Linked DNA regions of Hordeum vulgare: region 2 is linked to region 1. A link is a contact called in public Hi-C data. All regions are on one chromosome and are shown on one strand. The core of a region is the stretch at or near the end of the contact, and the rest is flanking DNA. Distances in the headings are between cores, read along the strand shown. Region 1 holds the start of LOC123425927 (methionine aminopeptidase 1B, chloroplastic-like). Region 2 holds the start of LOC123425929 (probable 5'-adenylylsulfate reductase 1, chloroplastic).

Region 1 (5,481 bases), core at 2,887-5,386:
TGTGTAGCTTCATATCAGACTAAATATTCTAAACAAGCGACTGGACTTGGCAAAAAATTATAAGCATAACAGAGCATGAACCCATAAATCTAGTAATGCTATACGCTAAGGTGTTGAACTACAGAAAGATGTTACCCAGTCAGATGAATATCAACGGTAAGGTAGGTCAAAAGGAGCAGGGAAATGTCAAATAAGTGCTCACCATGATGGAGGATAAGTGGCTCAGAATGCAACATAGTTCCAATTCCATGTCCAACAAAGCGCTCCACCACATGATAGCCGTAGAAATAAGCAAGCTTACTGAAATAATTTGAAGAAAAATTAAAGATAAGTGGCATCACAAATGTTCTTCAGAAAAACTCAGTACAAAGATGCGGCAATAAAAAAACTGGACGACTTGGCTTTTAAGGGTATCAGTGTTAGTCTAGTTTAGATTTAGTGCCATACTATTTTTTGTAAATTTAACCCTTAGCTTACAATAGCAAATTGTTTGCTATTTAGGATTCACAGATTCTGCACGATTTCACATGGAAATAGTTCAAACCTCACAGGAATCCGGGAAAATTCCCATGCTCCAAACGATATCTAGGATCTGGATGCCAAACAAGCACAACCCACCAACCACCACATTTATACAGTATATATCTACATGCTCGGTGGAACTACAGCAGTGAACAGTTTGCTCTATGCAACTTAAGGGCCTGTCTGGAACGAGGGATGGTTTTTTGTATGGTAAACCTAGGAAAATTTCCACGTTCCAAACATGTCTTTCACTGTTTCATATGTTTTCTCAAAGCAGCAAAGATTTGCAAACCATCTTGTTTGAAAATTACCTAAGGTACCCAATACATAAGAAGATGATTATAACTAAAATGGAAAGCAGATGATGAATGGTTGGGATTGAGCGGTGACGCCCACCCACCATAATATGCTGAAACAAGAAACCTGAAGTCATTATAGTCATAAGAAGTCACTAACAGTTTACGTTGCCTCTTTGGTTGATTTTTCCATGAGTAAAATTACTCAGCTGAGAAATTTATTTACAAAATCGCAGTGCAAAGGGTTCTTTGTTAATTAGAGTGCACACCTAAACTCAGATCTACTGAAATGTAACCAACTCCTGAAGCAACATTTCAGCTTGAGTGTAGAAATGGCAAATTTGTAAGAACCGAAAACTTTTTTGCTCTGAAAGTTTAGCTTCATGGCTTTTTCGAAGACAGTATGAAAACAAATTAGAGAGCTGAAAGTTATCCTATATTAAGGGCCCATTCAGCTTACAGGATTTCTAAATCAAAGAAATTGGAAAAGTAAAGGATTCGGATGCACTCTCGAGTCTCGACTTCAATCCTTAGGAATTTTCCATGAGGTATCACCTAATGCTAAGAATCCTTAAGCCTTGTGCAATACAAGGCGCTTAGGGAAGGTGATTAGAGAAATAAAGGAGTGTTTCTTTAAAGCACCGGTGCTTATTTGTAGAGGGTAGACGCTTAATTTGGTGTCTCTCCTGTAGAAATAGGCACTGTTGCTTCAGAAAAAAACTGGTTTCTTTTTCTAAGCATCTCTCTAAGCACCTAGCATTGTACAAGGCCTTAGGAATTAAGACAATATGGACACAATCCTAAGGAATCTAGTACCTTCATTCTTATGAAACGAATGCCATACATAGGAAAAAATCCTATGGGAATCCTCCAAAAATCCTGCAAACCGAATGAGCCCTAAGATTCGAGAACAAGGTCTTGTTTATCCTTGATTCTCTTCGGCGTATATGTGGATACTTTTGTTGTCTAAGTTTTCAGAAAGAATCATCTAACATATAACAAACATAGTATCTGTTGAAGTGTATATGTGGATTGTTTAGCCCTTTCAATGAGTTCAGACTTTTGGTTGCGCTGGCTAGTGCATGAAGCTTAACATGGCATCAGAGCGTAAGGTCTTGAGTTCAAGTCCTGGCTTTCGCAGTTTATTCAGAAATTGCTGCCGCGTCCCCTACTTGTCCACGTATAGGCCTCTTGAGCCATACCTCTGAGTCTGTCGACGTGTTGACTTTCCGCGTCACACGTGAGAGGGGGCGTTGAAGTGTATATGTGGATTGTTTAGCCCTTTTCATGAGTTCAGATTGTTGGTTGCGTTAGCTAGTGCATGAAGCTTAACAGTATCATGTAGAAAAAATACCTTATTTTCTTGCCGATTTTTCTGTAGTTTACACCGTCCCTGCAGACAGAAATACCCTTCTCCAAGCATTCTTCAGCTGCCTGAACCAAATAAAGATCATTTGGTTTCGTGTTCTAATGGATGGAAGAACTTTTTTTTTTGATAAAAAAGAAGATAGTGTATCGTCCAAATGTAAAAAAGGTCCTTTCAGAACATTAAGCCTCAAAATTATATCTATAAAGTAGAACAAATACTACAGGGATTTGTTAAAATCAAACATGCCTTCGGACAAAAGCACCGTAAAACTCACATTAGTGCAAACTGTTACTGAATGGCTATGTATTGTGGATGAAATACCTAACAAAGCAATAATAGCTTACCTTTAGGAAATGCTTGATAGATTCATCCGCTTCTCCGCATACAAATGTTCTGGAAGTTCCGCCATGGTACCCCTGAAAAGAATGGTACGAATCGTGTTAAAACTAGGGAATGTGTCAGTAAAATCCGACTCTATGCCAAACATACCAACTAAGCATATGCATAATCTTAGGAGAGAGAACTTACATTTAGGAACACATTTACATCAATATTTATGATGTCTCCATTCTGCAGTAGAAACAACATTTTTCATCCTACAATACATAGGCATGACACAAAAATAAAGAAAGGAAGATGCAAATTCCATCCTACAGAACCTGCAGCTGTGTTGAATCAGGTAGTCCATGGCAGACACACTCATTTACTGATGTGCAGATACTTTTAGGAAATCCACCATAGCCAAGTGGAGAAGGATAAGCACCCGCCTCAACTATCATATGATGCACCGCCCTGTCGATTTCATTTGTAGTAACTGATGGCTGAAATGACGGTGGAATAATTACTGTTATGACGTGTACACTGCAGAGTCTTCAGATGATTTAGATACAAAAGGATTCTAGTTATGTATGAAAAAAAGAATATACCTTAACCAATGTTCCCGCAAAGTCCAGTACACGGGCAGCAAGTTTGCAAGCAGCTCTCATCCCAGTGATACCTTCTGCGTTGTGTATTTGGCGCACTGCGGGTAGTTCTTGCGGTATGTTTGCACCCACATAAGAAGGTCTTGGAATGTGTTCTGGTACAGGAAGTTGGGGATAGACCTTTCCACGCCTCAAAGGCGGCCTCTTCTTTAACTTCACTGAGCTTTCCTCTTGTGTCCTTCAAATGTGTAAGGGTGTTTACGGAGTCATCAAATAAGAACAGAAGGTTAGCTGTATACTGACTTAGAGCTCCAGAGCAAGGTACTCTAGATGTCACACTAAGTGTGAAATCTAAGGTCAAGACCAATGGCTACGGCTATTGCTAAATCCTGACGACATGATAAAAGAAGCGACAACAGAAGCTTAAGCACAGCGTAGTAGTAACGGAAATCGTACTTTTGTAGCTCCATCAGCTCTTCTTCAACCCCATCAACCCAAGTAAGTCCGCCAGCCACGACAAAGCAGCGCTTTGGCGTTATTGCTTTACCTACAGCAAGACAGCAAAAAAGAATCAGCTACGAATTCTACTGTAGTTTCAGCTCGGTTAATCCCAAAACGTTTTGAACAATAGACGGCTATTGGCAGTAGAACAAACCACCCAAGCAATTAAGCTGAGCAGGCTCCTTACCCAAACAAGAAGAGGGCGTCCGAGGATCTCTTCGATTGATGGTGCACTTTGAGACGAACGGGGGAGCCGACGGCAGGAGGAATGTGTGGGTTCCGGCCGGCCGGGGTGGTACAGGAACGCCGGAACACGACGCTCCAGGTGACATGGCCATGGGGATTCGCACGGCGTCGGTGGAGGTGTCGTGGTCGAGGACACGGAGCCGGGGCGGCCGTGTTCGAGGAAGAGGAGACCGGCGGGTACAAGGGAAGAGGAGTGCAGCAGAGAGAGGGGATGTGCGTTGAGGATGAGACGCCGCCGGCACCGGGAGGTTTCGGCTTTCGGCTATGCGTGTTTTTTTTTCCAGCGCCAGCAGAAGAGGAGAAAAAAAATACCACACTTGTTTAACCCAATAATTACAGGAGAAGAAAAAAAAACACTTAGTTTTTTTGGGGCAACGCGCCACCACGGGTGGGTTATTTCCAACGATCCACCACCTTCACAGCTGTTTGATTATCTTCATCCAGCCGATCCACATGTGGGGCTTCGGCCGGGCATCCAGTAATTTCTGAAACGACACTCGAGTTTCTGAAACAATCGCTTTGTTGCAGTTTTTTTTCACACGCACTTCGGCTGTGCACCCGATAATTTCTTAGACAACGCTCGAGTTTCTGAAATAATCGCTTTGTTGTAGTATTTTTCTTTGCGCGCGCTTCGGCTGGGCACTCGGTAATTCCTGAGACAACGCTCGAGTTTCTGAAACAATAGCTTTGTTACAAAAAAATCATTCCTCTTTCTGCAACAGTGGACGTATTGCAGAAACAATCGCTTTGTTGCAAAAAATAAATTTTCAACCCATTAATTCCTAAAACAAAGGTCGAGTTTCAGAAACAATCGCTTTGTTACAGAATTATTTTCCTTCCTCTTTCTGCAATAGTGCCCGTGTTTGCAGAAACAAATTTCTGAAACAATGAACGGGTTGCAGAAACTGTTGAAAGAGATAAGATGGAGAGAGATGAGGGATGGGGAAACGGTGAGTGCGATGCGTCGGTTCATAGAGCCACGTGACGGAAGAGCAAGGAGATGATATTTCTTGTTTTCATCCGACTGACGGAAATCTTTTCCCTTTTTTTGCCGGTGTAAAGAGTTTTATTTCCATATACTAGGGTTACAACCGAGAGGCAAAAGTTCCTCGATGCATGGTGATCCATGATATAGCCATACAACAATCACACTATCAGTCCGACTATACAATGTCAATCCATCTGCTATCATGTTTTGCTCCCGCTTAATCTTCTATGGAATAAACTCAGAATGTATCATAAGATGTTTAATCTCAGCTACAAATGTCCATATGCCGACCAGGACAGGTTGTCACCGGTTAGGGATGTTAATGCCTTCGAGGACTCTGATTGGACAATTATAGGGACATCACTATATTGAGCCGTTAGTGCCATACCCTGCATTAGTGCATGCAACTCAGCCTCTAGTGTGTCGTTGCAATTAAACAGGCAACGATACGCAGCAAAAATCACACTTCCATCATGTCTCCTTAATATCATGCCGGCTACCGCCGAGCCATCCACCGAAGAGAAGGCCCCATCAACAGATAGTGCAACCTGATTTGTCGGTGGTGGTGACCATGGTAGCGTGTTCGAAACCACTACATCACGAGTAGTCTGACCATCCTCCATTAGCTACATGCAC
Region 2 (5,653 bases), core at 837-3,336, 550 kb after region 1:
AGAGCTTTACAAAATTACCTCCAAAAATAACAGATCGATACACAAAGAGCTAATGAACGAGAACTGGATCAGGGCGGTGGCCAGACTTCAGACACTCGAACTTAACCACATTTCGGGCACACTCTGTTGCCTCAGCCTACTCATGTTTCGACATGGCCAAGGTCTGGTCCGCAAACGCTGAGCCCAAATGCAATTTCTTTGCATGGCTAGCTCTACACGGAAGAATCGTCACCGTGGATATGCTCGTTGTGAGGGGATGGCCTCACGACCCTAGATGTGTGCTATGTCTTCAGTAGCCATAAACTACAACTCATCTCTGCAAGGATTGTCCCTTCACGGTAGCGGTATGAAACCAGGTGAACACATGGACAAATGAAGGCATTCCAATCTTCGGCTTCCTCCCGGAGCGAGGAAACGTGTTCGACTAGTGGGACAAGACACTAAAATCACAGCCCAAGCAGGTGCGTAAGAGGCACAGTGGAAGAATCATCTACACGCTATGGTCGATCTAGAAAGAGCGAAATAGGTACGTGTTCACTCGACAGCGACACACGCACCGCGAGGTGGCGGAACTTGCCATTGACGCAATTAATCAACGTGACCTGACGTTTGCTGCGAGCCTACCAATCACGGACATTTATTAAACTAGTTTTTAGATCGGTCGTTTTACGGTTCTGCGACGTTCCCTAAAAACACTGACCCCTCTATAAATTACTATACGTATTTTCGTCATCTCTTCGAAAAAACGGTGCTCTTGCCTGATCCTAAAGAAAAAAAATTAGTGACGGATGAGAGACCTCAAATGTGATTGTGAGGCAGACGACGTAAGGCTGGCCATAGTGGGAGTAACTAAGGTAGTATCATATACATGGGACTAGCAAACATGTTATTGTGGCAGACAATTAAAGAAGAGAGAGAGGGTTAGAGTAACATAGGTAGATACCGTAACATGTAAAATGCTATGCTACTATGTGTCATGCATGTCAATAAATAAAGTCATCTATGATACTATTTTATGATACTATGCACTATGAAGGTAGTATCATACAATAGTATCATATGCATGATACTACTATATGTTACTCCCTCCGTTCCAAAATATAAGACCTTTTAAAGATTCTATTAGAAGACTACATACGGAGCAAAATGAGTGAATCTATAATCTAAAATATGTCTATGTACATCCGTATGTAGTCCATAGTGCAATTTCTAAAATGTCTTATACTCCCTCCGTTCCATAATATAAGACCTTTTAGAGATTTCACTATAGACTAGATACGGAGCAAAGTGAGTGAATCTACATTCTAAAATATGACTACATACATCCGTATGTAGTTCATAGTGGAATCTCTAAGGTCCTGTTTGGAACCATCCAGATTATATAATCCAGTTTTTATAATCTATTATGTCTTCAAACAGGACAGATTATGGTGTAGATTATAAAAACTAGATGGATAGATTATTAAAAACTCATAATCTACTCTACACCAGCTAAAATCATATTATGAATTGCTAATGACCCATTACCCTTGTAAAGTTGGAGATAATTACATTCCTACTACCGCCACCCTCCTCTTTTAAAAAAACAGAGGACAGACAGGTCATTATGCAATGTAAAACATGGATTACAGTTTATATAATCTGGCCTTCAAACATGTCCACCTAGATTATTTTTATAAACCAGATTATATAATCTCTCTTCATAATCCAGATTATCATAATCTATTATGATTTTAAACAGGACCTAAAAGGTCTTATATTTAAGAACGGAGGGAGTATTTAGGAACGGAAGGGAGGGAGAGTACTCCCACTATGACCAGACTAAGCGGATGGAGGCATGCAGACGCCCACCCACACACCCATCCACCTCACGACATCCGGCGTCAGCCCTGCAGTCATGTGGCACCCACACGTGCTGGTCCTTTCCACGGTGCCAAGTGACGCCACTGCTTCGATCGGCCAGGGAACCCTCTCCCAGCTCTATCCAATAGAAGCACGACACGTGCCCCTCCGGCTGCTGCCTCCGGAACCCGTCCAGATACAACGAACCTGGCCTCCCGCCCGAGCTATATGTAACCACTCAGCCCCGTTTCCCTCGCCACAGAGAAAACACAGGAGTTAAAACACATTTGCCAACCCGGAGAAACATTCCCTGCGAATTCGAGAGGGAGGAGGGATTCAGCGGCCCGGTAATCAATGGCTTCCGCTACTGCTTCCATCTCGTCGCACTCGATCGCCTTGCGCGATCTCAAAGGTGAGGCCTGCTGTACGATTTCGGTTCCTCTTTTTAATTCTGGGTTTTGTGGGGAATCAGGCTTGGCGCATCTACTGCTAATTTATACAGTACTTTACTAGTAATAATTTGGGGGCAAATGATATGGTCATATGGTCGCATTTCCTCCAAAATTTAGACAGGTTTTTGTTTGAATTTGAGTTTTTTTTTCCGCCATCTGTTGGCGCATTCCATGAGGATGTTTCTCGACATGAGGCATCAGATTTTTCGATGTGAAACTGCGTGAGGACAATCCGTCTAAATTTCTTCCCTGGTTTTTCGCCCGTGCAGCCGCGAGGATTGGAGCCGTGAGGCAGCAGGTGGCCGTGCCGGCAGCGGCGCCCAAGGGCCAGCGCGCGAGGGCGGTGCGCCCGCTGTGCGCGGCGGAGCCATCGAGGAAGCCAGTGTCGGCCTCCGCGGCCTCCGCGCCGGTGGCGCCAGTCGAGGAGGAGGCATCTGCTGCGGCGTCCGTGGACTACGAGGCCCTGGCGCTGGAGCTGGTGGACGCGTCGCCTCTGGAGATCATGGATCGTGCGCTCGACATGTTCGGCTCTGAAATCGCCATCGCCTTCAGGTGAGACACACCAATCCTTGTTTTTGATGAAGTTTCTGATCATAGCGTACTGGATTAGGGGATAGATACACCCGTTTGTATGCTCGTGTCCTGTCTCCTGTGGTTTACATTCGTGCTTGGGCCCTGGTATCTCCCCAACGAATGGTCGTGGAGATTCCTGCTATTGCTAACGTGATCCTCACCTGATAGCTGAGTGTACGATTGTGATCTCATTGCCGGGCTGGCAAGTGGGTCGGAAGGTGATGTACAACTACTGTAGTTCTTCTAGTAGTACCAATTACCGCTGGATGATGGTCTTCATGTCCTGTAGCTTGGTAGTTATTCAAATTAGTTGATGAATTTTGTTACCATGAGGTTTGAGGCGATATACTCTATAATTGGGTCGGATCGGTTTCGCAAAAAACCCGACTGTTACCTGGCCCTCATGTATCTAGACCGCTGAACACAACTGGGAGGGCGTCCAGGTTCATTTTCTCCCTTGCCCGGGACTTTTCTTGGACTAGAGCTAGAATCATGGCCCACCAACCACGCACAAGCGGACACAAAGATTTCATATATGGAACATAAAATAGGCGCCGGCGTCAATAATAGGTTCCGTTACGTAGTGGTAGTAGTACAGTACAGTAGCACTTTTCATTTTAATAAAGCTAGCAACAACACGTAGTTGTAGTTCACATCATAATCTAAGCTAACAGGTTCCAAACGGAGAAGAGAGGACTGAAACGCAAACTGAACCAGCAATTCTATGTAGGATTGCCAGGTATTGTACGATCAAATAATCTGACGTCACTCGCTTGTTTGTGTTGGTAGTACGTCCCATTGAACAGTCATGTACGGTACGGTATGATATCCTGGGATAAAGAACATGACTGTACATGGTTCGGTCTCGTATAAGCAACTGCGATCATTCAGTAGTAGTACAGCATATCTGATTCATCACACGCACAAGGAACTAGTTGGCGTTTCACTGATGTCGATTCACTCTGGATTGTGCAGCGGTGCCGAGGACGTGGCCTTGATTGAATACGCGAAGCTGACTGGACGCCCCTTCAGGGTGTTCAGCCTCGACACGGGGCGGCTGAACCCAGAGACATACCAACTCTTCGACAAGGTGGAGAAGCACTACGGTATCCACATCGAGTACATGTTCCCAGAGGCAAGCGAGGTGCAGGACCTTGTGAGGACCAAGGGCCTCTTCTCTTTCTACGAGGACGGACACCAGGAGTGCTGCAGGGTGAGGAAGGTTCGGCCATTGAGGAGGGCCCTCAAGGGCCTCAAGGCCTGGATCACCGGGCAGCGGAAGGACCAGTCCCCTGGCACCAGGGCGAGCATCCCTGTTGTTCAGGTATGATGACACTCCACCATGAACCATGACACAAACTGCATTTTAGGGACTGTTCGGATCCTCTCCAGTTTGACAGCTCCGCTCCGCGCGGGGAGCTCGGTTTGAGCAACTCCCTGGAATTGTGCTGCCGATCCCTCCGTTCCGGGAGCTGCAGTTGCCGAGCAGAGAGCATCCGAACAGCCCCTCAGTAGTACCATGTTTAGACACCTAATTGGCAGCTCTCCTACCAACATTCGAAATGTTTAGACACCTAATGATCATTTGAATTTTTTGATGGTTCAGGTTGATCCGTCATTTGAAGGGCTGGATGGTGGAGCTGGTAGCTTGATCAAGTGGAACCCTGTGGCTAATGTGGATGGCAAGGATATCTGGACCTTCCTCAGGACCATGGATGTCCCTGTGAACACCCTGCATGCTCAAGTGAGTGCCCCCTCTGGTTGTAGAGGTGTAGTGTAATCAATGCCGTCATGCAATCTGGGAATTTCTTTTAGTACTTTGATGAGGAACTTACACGCACCTGTACTTTGTGTTTCAGGGCTACGTCTCCATTGGGTGCGAGCCGTGCACCAGGCCCGTGTTGCCGGGGCAGCACGAGAGGGAAGGGAGGTGGTGGTGGGAGGACGCCACGGCCAAGGAGTGCGGTCTCCACAAGGGTAACATCGACAAGGAAGGTCAGACACCCAAGGTCGGCGTCAACGGCAACGGCTCGGCTGAGGCCAGTGCCCCAGACATCTTCCAGAGCCAGGCAATCGTCAATCTCACCCGTCCCGGGATCGAGAACCTCCTGCGGCTCGAGAACCGCGCGGAACCGTGGCTCGCCGTCCTATACGCTCCCTGGTGCCCGTACTGCCAGGTACATCTACTTTGCGATCACAAGTACTCCTAGATTCTATTTCCAACTACATTCAGGAACTCAGAACATGGCTTGCTGAAACGATTGTGGTGTATGGTGTCGTGCAGGCGATGGAGGCGTCCTACGTTGAGCTGGCCGAGCAGCTGAGCGGCTCGGGCATCAAGGTGGCCAAGTTCCGCGCGGACGGCGAGCAGAAGTCATTCGCGCAGGCGGAGCTGCAGCTACAGAGCTTCCCGACGATCCTCCTCTTCCCCGGCCGCACCGTGAAGCCCATCAAGTACCCGTCCGAGAAGAGAGACGTACAGTCCCTCCTCGCCTTCGTGAACACCCTCAGATGAGTGGTCAGACAACCGGAGAACCATCGTTCTCTGCATTGATGTCTAGGCATCATTATACAGTGGTAGCAAGAGAGGATGGTTCAGAACATCAACGGAAATATTGGAGACAAGAGGAGTGTGGGGAGGCAGAGACTGCGGCTGAAAGCCCCTCCCTTATAAGGAGGTGGGGATATGTATGTAGTTGTAGCTAGATGATTGTAAGGAAGTTCAAATAAGAGTACTAGTTTTGAAAAAGTTTTGATCCAAGGCTTCATCCAATCCCTTTTACTTC

Evidence for each region. Hi-C and Micro-C count contacts between places; a contact is called where the count stands out from the background.
Region 2: a contact with region 1 is called in a Hi-C map of seedling, with 5 times the contacts expected there. The contact joins the promoter of LOC123425929 here to the promoter of LOC123425927 in region 1. A contact is called at or near these places in 4 of 6 Hi-C or Micro-C datasets (leaf and seedling) and 1 of 1 datasets of contacts at active chromatin or transcription factors (embryo).

The regions. Positions count from the first base shown.
Region 1 is chr2H:222,264,697-222,270,177 of MorexV3_pseudomolecules_assembly, forward strand. It overlaps LOC123425927 (methionine aminopeptidase 1B, chloroplastic-like), which reads right to left and starts at 4,137. Exons shown (of 11, transcript XR_006621953.1): 1 at 3,799-4,137; 2 at 3,567-3,657; 3 at 3,114-3,348; 4 at 2,847-3,008; 5 at 2,716-2,757; 6 at 2,532-2,603; 7 at 2,173-2,252; 8 at 203-300.
Region 2 is chr2H:222,815,946-222,821,598 of MorexV3_pseudomolecules_assembly, forward strand. It overlaps LOC123425929 (probable 5'-adenylylsulfate reductase 1, chloroplastic), which reads left to right and starts at 2,087. Exons shown (of 6, transcript XM_045109694.1): 1 at 2,087-2,254; 2 at 2,564-2,846; 3 at 3,843-4,191; 4 at 4,474-4,611; 5 at 4,727-5,044; 6 at 5,152-5,616. The coding sequence starts at 2,197. The coding sequence ends at 5,382.